2 separate regions of the Oryctolagus cuniculus genome follow, and region 2 is linked to region 1. Evidence: chromatin contacts called from public Micro-C data. All regions are on one chromosome and are shown on one strand. Each heading gives the region's core, a stretch centred on a gene start, on an enhancer-like site or on the middle of the called end of the contact. The rest is flanking DNA. Distances are from core to core; before and after follow the strand shown. Region 1 holds the start of NETO2 (neuropilin and tolloid like 2). Region 2 holds the start of ABCC12 (ATP binding cassette subfamily C member 12).

The links. A called contact is a pair of places that touch in the nucleus more often than the background predicts.
Region 2: a contact with region 1 is called in a Micro-C map of ear pinna, with 8 times the contacts expected there. The contact joins the promoter of ABCC12 here to the promoter of NETO2 in region 1. A contact is called at or near these places in 2 of 6 Hi-C or Micro-C datasets (ear pinna and an unstated tissue).

Annotation. Positions count from the first base shown.
Region 1 is chr18:30,958,153-30,964,164 of mOryCun1.1, forward strand. NETO2 (neuropilin and tolloid like 2) reads right to left here and starts at 3,388. Exons shown (of 8, transcript XM_051833887.2): 1 at 2,961-3,388. The coding sequence starts at 2,994. LOC108175508 (a long non-coding RNA gene) reads left to right here and starts at 3,458. Exons shown (of 7, transcript XR_011384209.1): 1 at 3,458-3,875.
Region 2 is chr18:31,880,960-31,886,971 of mOryCun1.1, forward strand. ABCC12 (ATP binding cassette subfamily C member 12) reads right to left here and starts at 3,383. Exons shown (of 29, transcript XM_051833879.2): 1 at 3,216-3,383.

The DNA.
Region 1 (6,012 bases), core at 2,138-4,637:
AACTCAAAACTAATAATTGAGACCCCAAAGTGCTTACAGGACACCTATTTTAAAGATAAATAATTACTCTATGTGAAATGGTGGTAACCCAACAGCAGAATTCAGATAGTTGCTTTAAAACTTTAGATATGAACTTTATAGTCTAACATTTTTCTATCTTATTCCAAAAGGGACTGAAAGTAGCTTTGACTTGAACTTGCTTTGTAATGCAGTTTTCTTAAAATGGGAGTTTGGCTTTAAAATGCAGATAAGCTGGATTCTAGATGAGGATTTATAATAAAACCATTGTTTAATAAAAACTTTCCAATAGACAACATTAGAGTAGTTTTCTAACTCCTGCTGACAGTTAATGTTAACAAACCTGTGCTTAAAAAAAGAAAAACTTTACTATTAAAGGGGTGGCTTTTCAGTATGATCTTTATTTCTGTAGTTTATGTTCTTGGATGAACTTTAACAATGAAGAGCAGGACTTAACATTTCAGTCTCAAATGAGATTTTAAAAATACAGTGCCAAGGGATATTTGGGCTGTTATAGGATACATTTAACCACAGTTTACACGGCTTTAAATATCACTGAATCTTACAGGATTCTCCAAAGCAAGTGTGCAGAATGAATAAGACCAAAAAGACAGGTTTATGATCCTAAGGTAGTATTTTCATGGGACAATAATGCTTAGCTAACTGACAGTTTTTAACTCAAATTTTGTTAAGATATGCAGTGGTCGGTCACACAGTTAAAAGTGAACCATTCAGCTTCAGTAATACTGTAAACAAAAGGTCTAAAAAGCCCATAGAGTTATTCTTTTGTTCTCACTGCTTAAAGTAAAAATAGAATAAATGGCATCTTAATGAACTAAAACTGCCTTCTATTTTAAAGCTCCCATACTCATTACGGCTGATGTGTTTTAGTAGAAACTGACCATAATATTGCAAACAATGCTACTGGTAGGTAATATCTATAATTATGAAACGTTAAATAGCTGCTTCAGAAAAGAACCCTCCACGCTGAAGCAATCTGCCTTACAAGGATCCTTGAGGCACACAATGGATGTTGGGAAAGGCCAATGTTGTTAAAAGGTAATTTTTAAATACCAATGTTTTTAGTTAGGTAATGCATGTATTTGGGTAAAAAACAGGTGATACTAATGAGTGCAATGGAACCTAAGTTCTCCCTTCACTCTGGCCTTTCAGTCTCCCAGATTTCCTTCTCAGAATCAACTTTTGTTAGAAATACATCGAATCTTTCCAGATCAAGTCCTCCATACCTAGAACGCTTAAGGACAAACTGCTTTCTAGTAAGCTTACAACAGCAACAACAACAACTTGACTTGTGCCTGAAAATACTCCAGCATGCAAAAACAGCGTAGGTCGGGGAACATTAAGAAGAGGAAGCAGATACTACATTATTTTCACTGTAGCTCTGCCAACGCCACGGAATTCCTTTTCAGAAAGGTGCAACAATCAAACGCTTCGCCAGGGCGGCCAGAGAGGGCAGTGTGCACCCACGGCAGAGGCAGCAAAGCCGCAAATCCCTCCTCCCCTGGAGAAGGCTCTGCCCGGACTCTGCCTGGCCCGGCTCAGGTTTGCCAGGTTCTGCCCGAATCGCTGCTTCTCGGCGGATGGGCCGCCTCCTCGGACCGGCCTTCAGGCCACCCTGACGACCCTACTGCCGCCGTGCGACATCGTTAACGGCAGCAGGGAATTCGGACAAGCGGCACTATCGGAGACCACGGTGCATGTGGTTTATCATGGGAGGAAGACAAACTCAATTTCTCATTATATAAACTGGGAGTTACAGCTAGGACAAACTACAGAATTTCAGAGTTCGTAGTGAAGGAATCACCAGAATTTATGAACTGACTGAAATATTCATCACCTAGAAAGTCCTAGGTGCAAGCTGCACCTACTATGTCAGTGTACAATTAAGATATTTTAAACGGCTGAAATCTTATGAGTTTAGGAGTATTTGGAGTTAATCTGTCTAATTAATGTCAAAAGCAAAATTACCCTGAACTCGCTAGGAAAACAAATTTGAAACAAAAGTGTTAATACGAAGTAGGAAAAAAACCTCCAAAAATATTCTATAGATGGTAGCACGGTCTTACCTCCTCCCTCTGTACATACACAAAATCACGTTATAAATACAGACATCCAATTTTCAATCTAAATCAGAAGGGGGAGAGGGAAGTCCTTGATCCAGCAGTGGTACTGAGAACTTAAAAGATTTATTCAGTCCGAGTTTCAGAAGCAAGTTTGTATCACCACCTTTATTGGCTACCGTGTATCAATTCCTATCCCACATAACTCTCCCTGGGCAGCGAGGGCCGCTAGAACACGTCTCTGAGCTCCCGGCGAGCGACCGTTCCGTATCCAGCATCAAACACCAGCGCACGCGTACTCCCAGACCTCGGGGAAGCGAGCGGGAAGAGTGCGGTTCGGGGGAGCGGGGCGTCCCGGGCGCTGCCCAGGGGCCGGCGGCCGGGTCCGCGGCGCCCGCAGTGGTGCCGCAGCCTTCGCGGTCGCAGCAGGTGGGATCCGGCCGGGCAGGCCCGCGCCGCCGCCCGCCGCCGCTTCTCGATCGGGGTTCCTATTGTTGCAGCGGCATTACTTTCTGCTGTGACAGGTTGCGAAGGGCCGGCCTGAGCTCCCGCGGACACTGAATCCCACAACTTCGCGCGGAGAGGTCAGAGGAATTCTCCCCGAGGCGCTGGGGGCAGAGCCTCCGAGGACCCTCCAGGAGCAACACGGCCCCAGCAAAACGCCTCGCCAGGCACGCAGGGCTGCAGGAGGAGCGCCGCGAAGCAAAGTCGGTCCGGAAGGGCGCGAGCGCTCGCGGGACGCTCGCAGCGGCCGCGAGCCCCCCAGACAAAGGGGCGCGTCGGGTGCCGGGCGCGGGGAAGGGACGCGGAGGCGCCGGCCTCGGCCCGCAGGGGGCGCCGTCCGCGGCCCCGGGCGCTTACCTTTGAGGACCGAGCAGAGCTGCTCCAGGGCCATGTTCCCGAGCGGCCCGGCTCTTCGCGAAGGGACTGAGGCGGCGCCGGCGCGGCGCTCACGGCCCTGCGCGGCGGCGGCTGCAGCCCCGCTCCGTCCCCATCGCCGGCCAGCAGGCTGCCTCCCCTCCCCGCGGGACAGGGCTCAGATGCCGCGGCCCGCCATGCCCCAGCCCCTCGGCGGGGTCCCGCGTCGTCCCCGTTCCCCGACGGTCGCCGCCTCCGACTGCGCGGCGTCCCGTTCCATCGACCGCCCCGGAGCTGAGGCGCGCCGAAGCGAAAGCACGGGACGAGGCGCGAGCAGCTCCGCCCGCGGCCGTGGCGCGGGCTCCACTGAAGTGGCGGGCGCCAGGCTCATTTAAGCGGGGAGCGCGAGCGCCGCGTGCCGGCCGCGCCGCCCGTGCGCATGTGCCCGCCCCCGCCCCGCCCCCGCCCGCGTGCCCCTGGCGCCCCTCCTCTCCAATCGCCTGGCGAGTCCGCCCGCAGCCTCGCACCCTCAGCCCGCTGCGCGCGCCGGCCGGCGACCGTTATTGCTGGGGGCGGGGCGCGCCGCGGAGGCTTGGGGCCGCGGCTCCGGGATCCCGGTTCTGAGGGAGAGCTGACCCATCCTCCGCCGCCGTGGGGCGCCCGGGAGTGGGGCGGGGGGAGCAAGTCGAGCCCTCGAGGCTTCGGGCCTGAAGGCGTCCGCCGCCGCCCACCTCCGCCTCGGCAGCTGCTGCCCACCTGTCCGGTCCCCGGCCGCCCACGCAGGTGGGAAGGGGAGCCGACCCCCTCGGTCCTCCAGGACCTCAGTTCAAGGTCAAAACTGGGCCCCAGCTCAGCTGTGCTCGACTGCCCGCCTGAGGCAGGGAGGCCGGACCCGGGCAGAGCGGGCCGGCAGCGCAGGTGAGTTCCTGTGACCCGCGGTCACGATGGCTGCGTGCCCTGCGCGCTCCCGGCGTCGCCAGGCCCAGAGCCAAGCGCTGGCCATGTCCACACGCTTCCTCCCCAGGCTCGCCGGGGCAGGCACTGTCGTGGACGGGAAACCCGAGGCCAGAGAAGTTAAGTCGTTTGTCCGGAGCCACGCACTGGGTGAGGGAGCAGGGCTCTGAGCCCTGGGGCTGTGGCTCCCCAGCTAAGCCGTGCTGATGGGTCGCTTAACCCTGCTGCTGTCGAAGTCCGCGTTTGCCAACAGCCCGCGCAGTTGGTAGTATTGTCCTGTTTTATCTTTTGCGTAGCACTGTGACTCTGATCACCTGAATCTTCCCAGCCCCACCCTGTTCAAATATAAGCCGCTTGAAGACAGGGAGACTGGTCAGTGTTTTCACTGGATGCCGACTTATTGGATGTTCATTGTGCATAGAAAGCAATGAGTGTCACTGGGGAAACCACCAAAGGCAGGTCCTCCCATTCCTGATTGAATATTAGCGCCTGTACCCGGTACCTACTAGGATGTCATGAATATGTGACAAGCTTTAACTAAGCACAGTGTCGGGCTACTGGGAGGAAAATATTCCAAGGGTATCGGGCTCTTTTTCCTTTTCTTGTCTCCCTTCAAGAAAGGCACAAAAGTGTAATTCACAAGGGTTACAAATGAAAAACATATGTGACACCAATTAGTACCAAGATGCTTCTCCATGTGTTCTGGGGGAGATGTGAAAGTGGGTTCCTAAGGACAATCACCTGCAACTCAGATTGCAAGCAAGCACCAACCAATACGTAAGACATCTAGGAATCTTTTCCAAGGAAAAAGTAAACCAAGCAGGACGTGTACCATGATGGTATTTTGGTCCCTCCCAACCTGGGAAGGGACCGCTCCCTCCAGACACAGAAGAAAGAATCTATTCCACAGATGTAATAAAGGAGCATATATAGTAGCAGGAAGTAATAAGGCTATTAAGTCTAAGTCACAGAGAACCGTGAACAAAAAGGATTGGGAGGATGGGGCCTTCTCAGCTTCTGAAACAAAATAGATTCTAAATGCACAGTGGTTGAGTGAAGGAGAAATCAGTGTGTGTGATGTCATCAGAATGCTTGGTGGAGGAGGTGACACAAGGAATGGAAAGGCCAGATGGCAAGGGTAGAGGAGAGTGCATCAGGCAAGGAGCAGGAGGTGAACATTGAATTTGTGGCAGATGTGTTTAGGAGCAGTTAAAATAGCAGGTTGAAATCGGTGGGCTTTGGTTCTGGAGATACAAGAATCCACAGGGGACTGGTTCCAGGACCCCTCTGGGTACCAAAATCTATAGATGCTCGAGTGCCTCGAGTGAAATAGCATTATGAATGGAGATGACTTTCGACTCCTCCTGTATGCTTTAAATCATGTCAGGTTGCTCCTCTAATGCAAACACTATGTAACTGGTTGTGCTACTCTGTTGTTTCGGGAGTAATGACAAGAAGTCTATGTTTGGTTTAGACACTTTTTTTAAAATCTGAATAGTTTCCGCTGGAGATTGGTTGAGTCCACCATAGATGCAGAACCCATTGATTCAGAAGTCGATTGTACTTGCTTGACTGATAGGGAGAAGAAATCTCTTTCACTTGATTCAGGAGGTCACAGGAATAGTTTTATTTAAAAATGTTTATTTTTATATACTTGAAAGGCAGAGCAACAGAGAGAGAGAGAGAGAGAGAATGCGAATCTTTGTTTCCTAGTTCACTCCCCAAATACAACAGCTGGGTCTAGATTAGACTGAAGCCAGAAGCTTAAAACTCCATTTGGGTCTCCCATGTGGGTAGCAGGGACACAAGTACTTGCACCATCGTCTGCTGCCTCCCAGAAAGCATTAACGGGGAGTTGAATCAGAAGCAGAGCAGCCAGGATTCAAACCTGGACTCTGATATGGAATGTGAGTGTCCCAACTGGCAGCTTAACCTGCTGTGCCACACCACCAGCTCCCAGAGGAGCAGTTTTTAATAGCGGGGCTAATGGAGTTCTGAGGAGGTTAATCTGGCAGTTCAGTTGAGGATGTAAAAGAAGAGGAGAGATTAGAGAATCTGTAGTAATTTAAAAAGTAGATACATAGTACTTCTTCATTTAGCT
Region 2 (6,012 bases), core at 2,133-4,632, 920 kb after region 1:
GCTTCTGACTCCAGCTTCCTGCTAATGTGCACCCTGGGAGGCAGCAGGTGATGCTCAAGTACTTGGTCTCTGCCACCCACAGGGGAGACCTAGATGGAGTTCCTGGTTCCTGGCTTCAGCCTGGCCCAGACCTGGTTGTCATGCACCTGTGGGGAGTGAACCGCTGGATGGAAGATCTTCCACTGTCTATCTCTGTCTTTCTCTCTCTCTCTCTCTCTCTCTCTCTACCTTTCAAGTAAATTTTTAAAAAATATTTAAGAAAAGAGAGAGACATGACACCTAAAAGTAATACATCATCCTGGATTGCATCCTGGGCCAGGAAAAAAATTGTTTTCTAATTGATATAATTGGGCCAATTACCAAAATTTGAATGTAGGCTATAAGATTATGTAAAAAATATTACATCAAAGTTAAATTTCCTGATTTTGACCGTGATGCAATTTGAAAATTAATAATTTTTCTGATTCTGGTTCTGTTTTTGAGAAACACACGCTGAAGAATTTAGGGATAAAAGAGCGAAATGCCTGCCATTGACTTTCAACTGTGTCAGAAAAACAGCAATGCAGAGAGAGAGAAGGCAAGAACAAATGGGGCAAGATGCTCATGGTCGTTTGCAAACCTCGGGCAAGGGTAGTTAGGATTTCTCAGCACGACTCTTGCTACTTTTCTGCGAATTTGAAAAGAAAAAATGAAACTTTTTTTTTTAAGGAAAGAGCCCTAAAGGGAGTGAGCTTTTTCCTTCTGTGGAACTCAGGGCTCTGAGCACTGGCTCTGGTCTCAGGAGCCGGGCATAGCACGCCTGTGTCCCCTGGGTGTACGCCTTCTGCTATCGGAAAATGGTCTTTGTTTCCTTCAGCTGCCCCAACCCCGGGTGGGCTGTTCTCCCCTCTGCAGAATAAACTCCCCAGGCCCTCCAGCCTGGTGCGTCTTGTGCACAGCTGGGACCCCGCGCCAGGAGAACCCTGCACCTATAGTTTCTGTTTTTCCACTCACAGTGCTGACAGCCAAGGGTGCTCACAGGTAGCTGTCACAGCTTCCCTTAGGGGTCCTGAGCCCAGTTCAGGAGGCCAGGCCTGCAGGGCCAGGTTGGGGCAATCAGAATGCATAGGCAATGGGCGCTGAGAGGTAATTTCCTTGAATACTCAGCGGGGCAAGCAGAGCTGTGATTACCTAAGACGGCTTGGAAGCCTTGCAGCTGGAATGGCACGTTGCTAAATTCGGCAGCCGCGGGGGGAAATGAGGCTTTGTAAATCAGGAAGTCTGCTTTGGCTAACGTCTCCATCGCCGTCTGTCATGCCAGCCTCTGCCAGGAGTGAGGAGCTGCCTGAGGTGAGAAATCTGCTCTCACAGTCACGGGGGACAGGGAGCAGTGGGGCAGCTTAGTGAGAGCTGGGAGTGGCCAGGCCAGGGGCCCTGCAGCCATCACGACTCTGTCCCTGGCCTGGCTCTCTCCAGCGGAGCAGCTGAGGGTCAGCAGGAGACAGCACAAAGTCCCCGGTGCTCCTGCTCGCTTGCAAGGGGACGGCGCCCACCCTGACCTCAACAGACTGCACGGCAGAAGCAGGAAGGACTCTGTTGGGAGCACAGGATGCAAACAGATACACTGATGTACTGGTCCCTTTATCAGGATCTGCACTGTTAAAATCTCCTTCTACTTTGTGGAAAACAATAATTAGGAGACACCATGTCTTTCATTTTTTTAAGATACATTTATGGGGCCAGCACTGTGGCATAGCGGGTAAAGCCGCTGCCTCCATGCTGGCACCCCATATGGGCATTGGTTCAAGTCCCGGCTGCTCCACTTCCATTCCAGCTCCATGCTGATGCACCTGGGAAGGTAGTGGAGGATGGCCTAAGTGCTTGGGCCCCTGCACCCGTATGGGAGACCTGGAAGAAGCTCCTGGCTCCTGGCTTCAGCCTGGCCATTGTGGTCATTTGGGGAGTGAACCAGCTGATCGAAGACCTCTCTCTCTCTCTCTCTCTCTCTCTCTCTCTCTCTCTGCCTCTCCTTCTCTTTCTGTGTAACTCTTTCAAATAAATAAATAAATCTTTAAAAAAAATAAAAACTTTCTGCTTTTGTCGGAAAATCGTGAGTTCCAGTTGCTGGTGTGGCTTCCACCAGCTGATGCCGAGCAGGTGGGGCATGCCTCTGTTCAATACAGTCCCCACCCCTCCTTACTGTCTCCCCACATTTGCACTGCTCTTTGCCAGGGAGTGCACTCATTTTTCTCCATCCTTGTCTCTGTCCACAGTGGGAGAACAGATGTCTAGAGGGTATCTCAAGGAGAAACATTTCCTACTTACTCTTATTTCTGTCTGTCCCCCCAACCCAGAAAATTCACAGCTTTGTGCCTGAGAACCAGTCTTTGCTGGTGCCCATCACAGGAGCCCTTCCTCCGTGTCCCCAAGCCTTTCCCCACGACCTTGCTGGATCAGGGACTGTGGCCCTCCCCCTGCAAGCCCTTTTTAAAGCCCATAGTGCATTATCAACAGGGATGGTCTCATGCTGCCCCGACCCCTTCCTCCAGCGCTGTCAGTCTCCAGCCCAGAGGTGCAGCGCCAAAGCTGTCCTCAGGCCCCGCCCCTCACCTCTCCACGTGTCCAGGCACCATCGTGGGCAGCCAGACCGGGCAAGGACCCTGAAGGATGAGGGGCTGGTGTGGGAGAGGAGGAAGGAAGTGGAGAGGGGAGATGAGGACGCTTGTGCAAGAAATCTGAGGGTGCGGGAAGGGAGGGATCTGGTTTACGTCCTCGCATCCCCGGGGAGGGGGGGTCCCCAACGAGGTCACTGACTCAGTACAGATACAACGGAAGAAGAGGAAAGCCCTTGGGTTGAAACTATGAGAGCCACACAGCGATGCAGCAGGCATTCAAGGGGTGTGTGTGTGTGTGTGTGTGTGTGTATCTCCATCTCCCATGATTGACTTGTGAACAGTACTGTGTGTGTGTCAAAAGACCAATTTATTCAATATAGACTGTTTGTATGTCACAGATTCTGAACTCCCGTCTTGGGATTTCTGCTTTTCCTTGATGATAGCTGAAACCTCCCAAAATGGAAGTGCCCCAGGATCCCCCCGACCCTCTGAGATCCCCAAGTCCCTGCTTCCCCCTGCCCCCAGCAACACTCACACAGAGGCAGCCACAGTGGAGGGTGTCACCCTCCACAGCCCCAGGGACCAGCTGGTGGCCACTGACCGCAACACACAGGTGCTTACCTGAGCAGGGAGCACGCTGGTCCTCAGGGCTGCAAGCAGAGGAGGAGGGACCAATCAGAAGCCATGGGGCTCGGAGCCTGCTGCCCACCTCTCCACGCACCTCTGCTCTGGCTCCTCGCGTCCCACCTGCCCGGAGCCCTCCTCTCCAACTGCCCCATTCAACTGCCGCTCCCACCACCCCCAAGGAGGGAACTCTGGGGGGCCAACATTCCCTCCACCCACATTAAAGGGCACTGCCCCTTCCGGGAGGGGCCCGTGTCGTGGACCAGTGCCTTCAGGGACGGCCACCCCTTCTGTGGCTGGCCACAGCACAGCTTTGTGGAAGAGCCCGTCCCCAGCTGTGGAGACAGAGAAGCAAGATGCCTTGCACGAGTGGCTTGGGGCAGGAGCTGAGACCAGCACCCAAGTCTCCTGAGTCCTATTCCAGGCACCTGCCTTCGAGAATGCGTCCCATTTCCCCCTCTGCCTCCTGCAAAGGCGAGGCAACCCTGCAGGCAGGGAAGGTGCAAGGAGTCCCATTTTCAAAACACAGAAACGCTCATCCATACAGTCCCTGCTCGTGTGGCCGAAAACAAAGGTGCGATTTGAACTTTTTTTTTTTTTATCTTGCATTGAGCGGAAGGTAAGTTTGAGACAGGCCCTAGCTGCTCCCTCTTTTGCATGAAGGTTTCAGGTTTGTCCTTACTCAAGCACTGCCAACGGGGGCACAGGTCTTTTCTGGGCCGTTGCAAGCCAAAGTGAGTGTGTGGCTTCCACGGGGTTGGGAGGGTGCAAGATCCTTGCAGTCAGAAATAAACGTTGACTCATTTTCAAGAATTACTTAGGCACCTTAGGAGACCTTCTCCACCTGACTCAAACAGATTTTATGACAAATGTTGCTGTAGCATTTCTTTTCTTTTTTTTTTTTTTCCTAGCGGCCCAGGGCTCTGCTTTCCCTCCTGCTGGCCAAGTTCTCCCCCTGCTGGCTGGTTCTGGCCGCACAACTTCCTGAAGATGCAGATCACTGCCTGTGCCCAACCCCACACTCATCTTCAGGACAAGAGTGAGACAGGAGTGAGCAGGGGATTGTGGGGTGGCCAGATCCCCAGCCTGGGGAGGGGGCTGGCCCAACGGGGGTGTTCTTGTCCCCCTTCCACAGCCTCCATCCCTTCCCCACGGCCGCACTACCGCTAATACAGTCAGCTGGTATTTGCAGAGCCCTTTTGTACAGGGAAGTGCTTAATCCTGTTTACCATCCCCCCACCCCAGGAGGTCCCCCCAGCACCCCCAGACTCCCTCTCCCTGTCTCCCAGCTTCAGAGGATGCACGCAAATCCGGCCATGTTGACAGAAAGGGGGATTCCCGCGCGTTTCCTCCATGTCCCTGGAAGGCCTGGCGGAGGTGGCCTTGCACCGAGACTAGCCTCGGTTGGGGACTTTGGAGAGAAGACTGTTGGCCTATGGGGAGCAGAGGGGAAGTAGGGCAGGGGAGGGGCTGTCCAGTCTCTGCCCAAAGGAGTCGGACAAGAACAGATGGGTGCCTGCAGCAGGCAGTGAAGAGACTCAGCCAAGGTCACAGAGCTGAAGCCCAGCCTGCGGAGACCCCTGCGGGGGAGGAAAGGCGGGAGAACCCAGTGCACTGACTGCAGGGAGAAGAAAGCAACCAGGAATCCCAGCTCTGGCTTCCTTGATCGTTTGAATACTTTTATGTTGTACACAAACATGTCAGCCCAGCGGTATCCAGGGAGATCTGACACACAGTTTAAACGTGACGGGGGGCGGGGGTGGGGGGGGGAGTCTGTGTGTCCAACAGGAACCGTGGCACTCAGTGGTGAAAAGGAAAGAGGATTTTCCACCACGGAGGTTCTGTGAGGCTGTCTGAAATTCTTTTAAAAATGAGACCAGTGGGAGAGGGGAAGGAGAAAGAGAGAGGGGGAGAGAATTAAAGAGATCTGGCCCCAAGTCCCAGGAAGGATTGTGAAGCCCCCTGCTGGCGATGCATAGAATTGGTGCCATGGAGGGCCGAAAATAGAAACCACACAAAAGGAGAATTGTAACCTCAATGTGTTGTAAATTCATTAAGGACTAAATTCAATCATGTGAGTGACATGCCTTAAACATTGGAAACACTCAAGAAGCAGCAGTTATCCTTTGTAAATAATAATGTTAAAATAGGGGCCAGCACCGTGGCAAAGCCACAGGCGCCACCTCGCCTGTGGTGCTGTCATCCATGTGGACACTGGTTTTAGTCTTGGCTGCTCCACTTCCAATCCAGCTCTCTGTTGTGGTCTGGGAAAGCAGTGGAGGATGGCCCAAGTGCTTGGGCCCCTGCACCCACGCAGGAGACCTGGCTCCTGGCTCCTGGCTTCCAATCGGCACAGCTTTGGCCATTGCAGCCATTTGGGGAGTGAACCAGCAGATGGAAGACCTCTCTCTCTCTCTCTCTCTGCCTCTGCCTCTCTGTAACTCTGTCTTTCAAATAAATAAATAAATCTTAAATATATAAATATATATATTTAAGCACTGTTGCTGCCCTCAGTGCCGGGCATCCCATATGGGCACCAGTTTGAGTCCTGGCTGCTCCACTTCTGATCCAGCTCTCAGTTAATGTGCCTGGGAAAGCAATGAAATTTGGTCCAAGTTACTAGGCCCCTGCCACCCACATAGGAGACCCAGATGGAGGTCCTGGCTCCTGGCTTTGGCCTGGTCCAGCCCCAGCCTTTGCAGCCATTTGGGGAGTGAATCAGCAGATAGAAAATCTCTGTCTCTCTCCATAATTCCACTTACAAATAAATAAATATTTTCTAAAAATTAGCCAG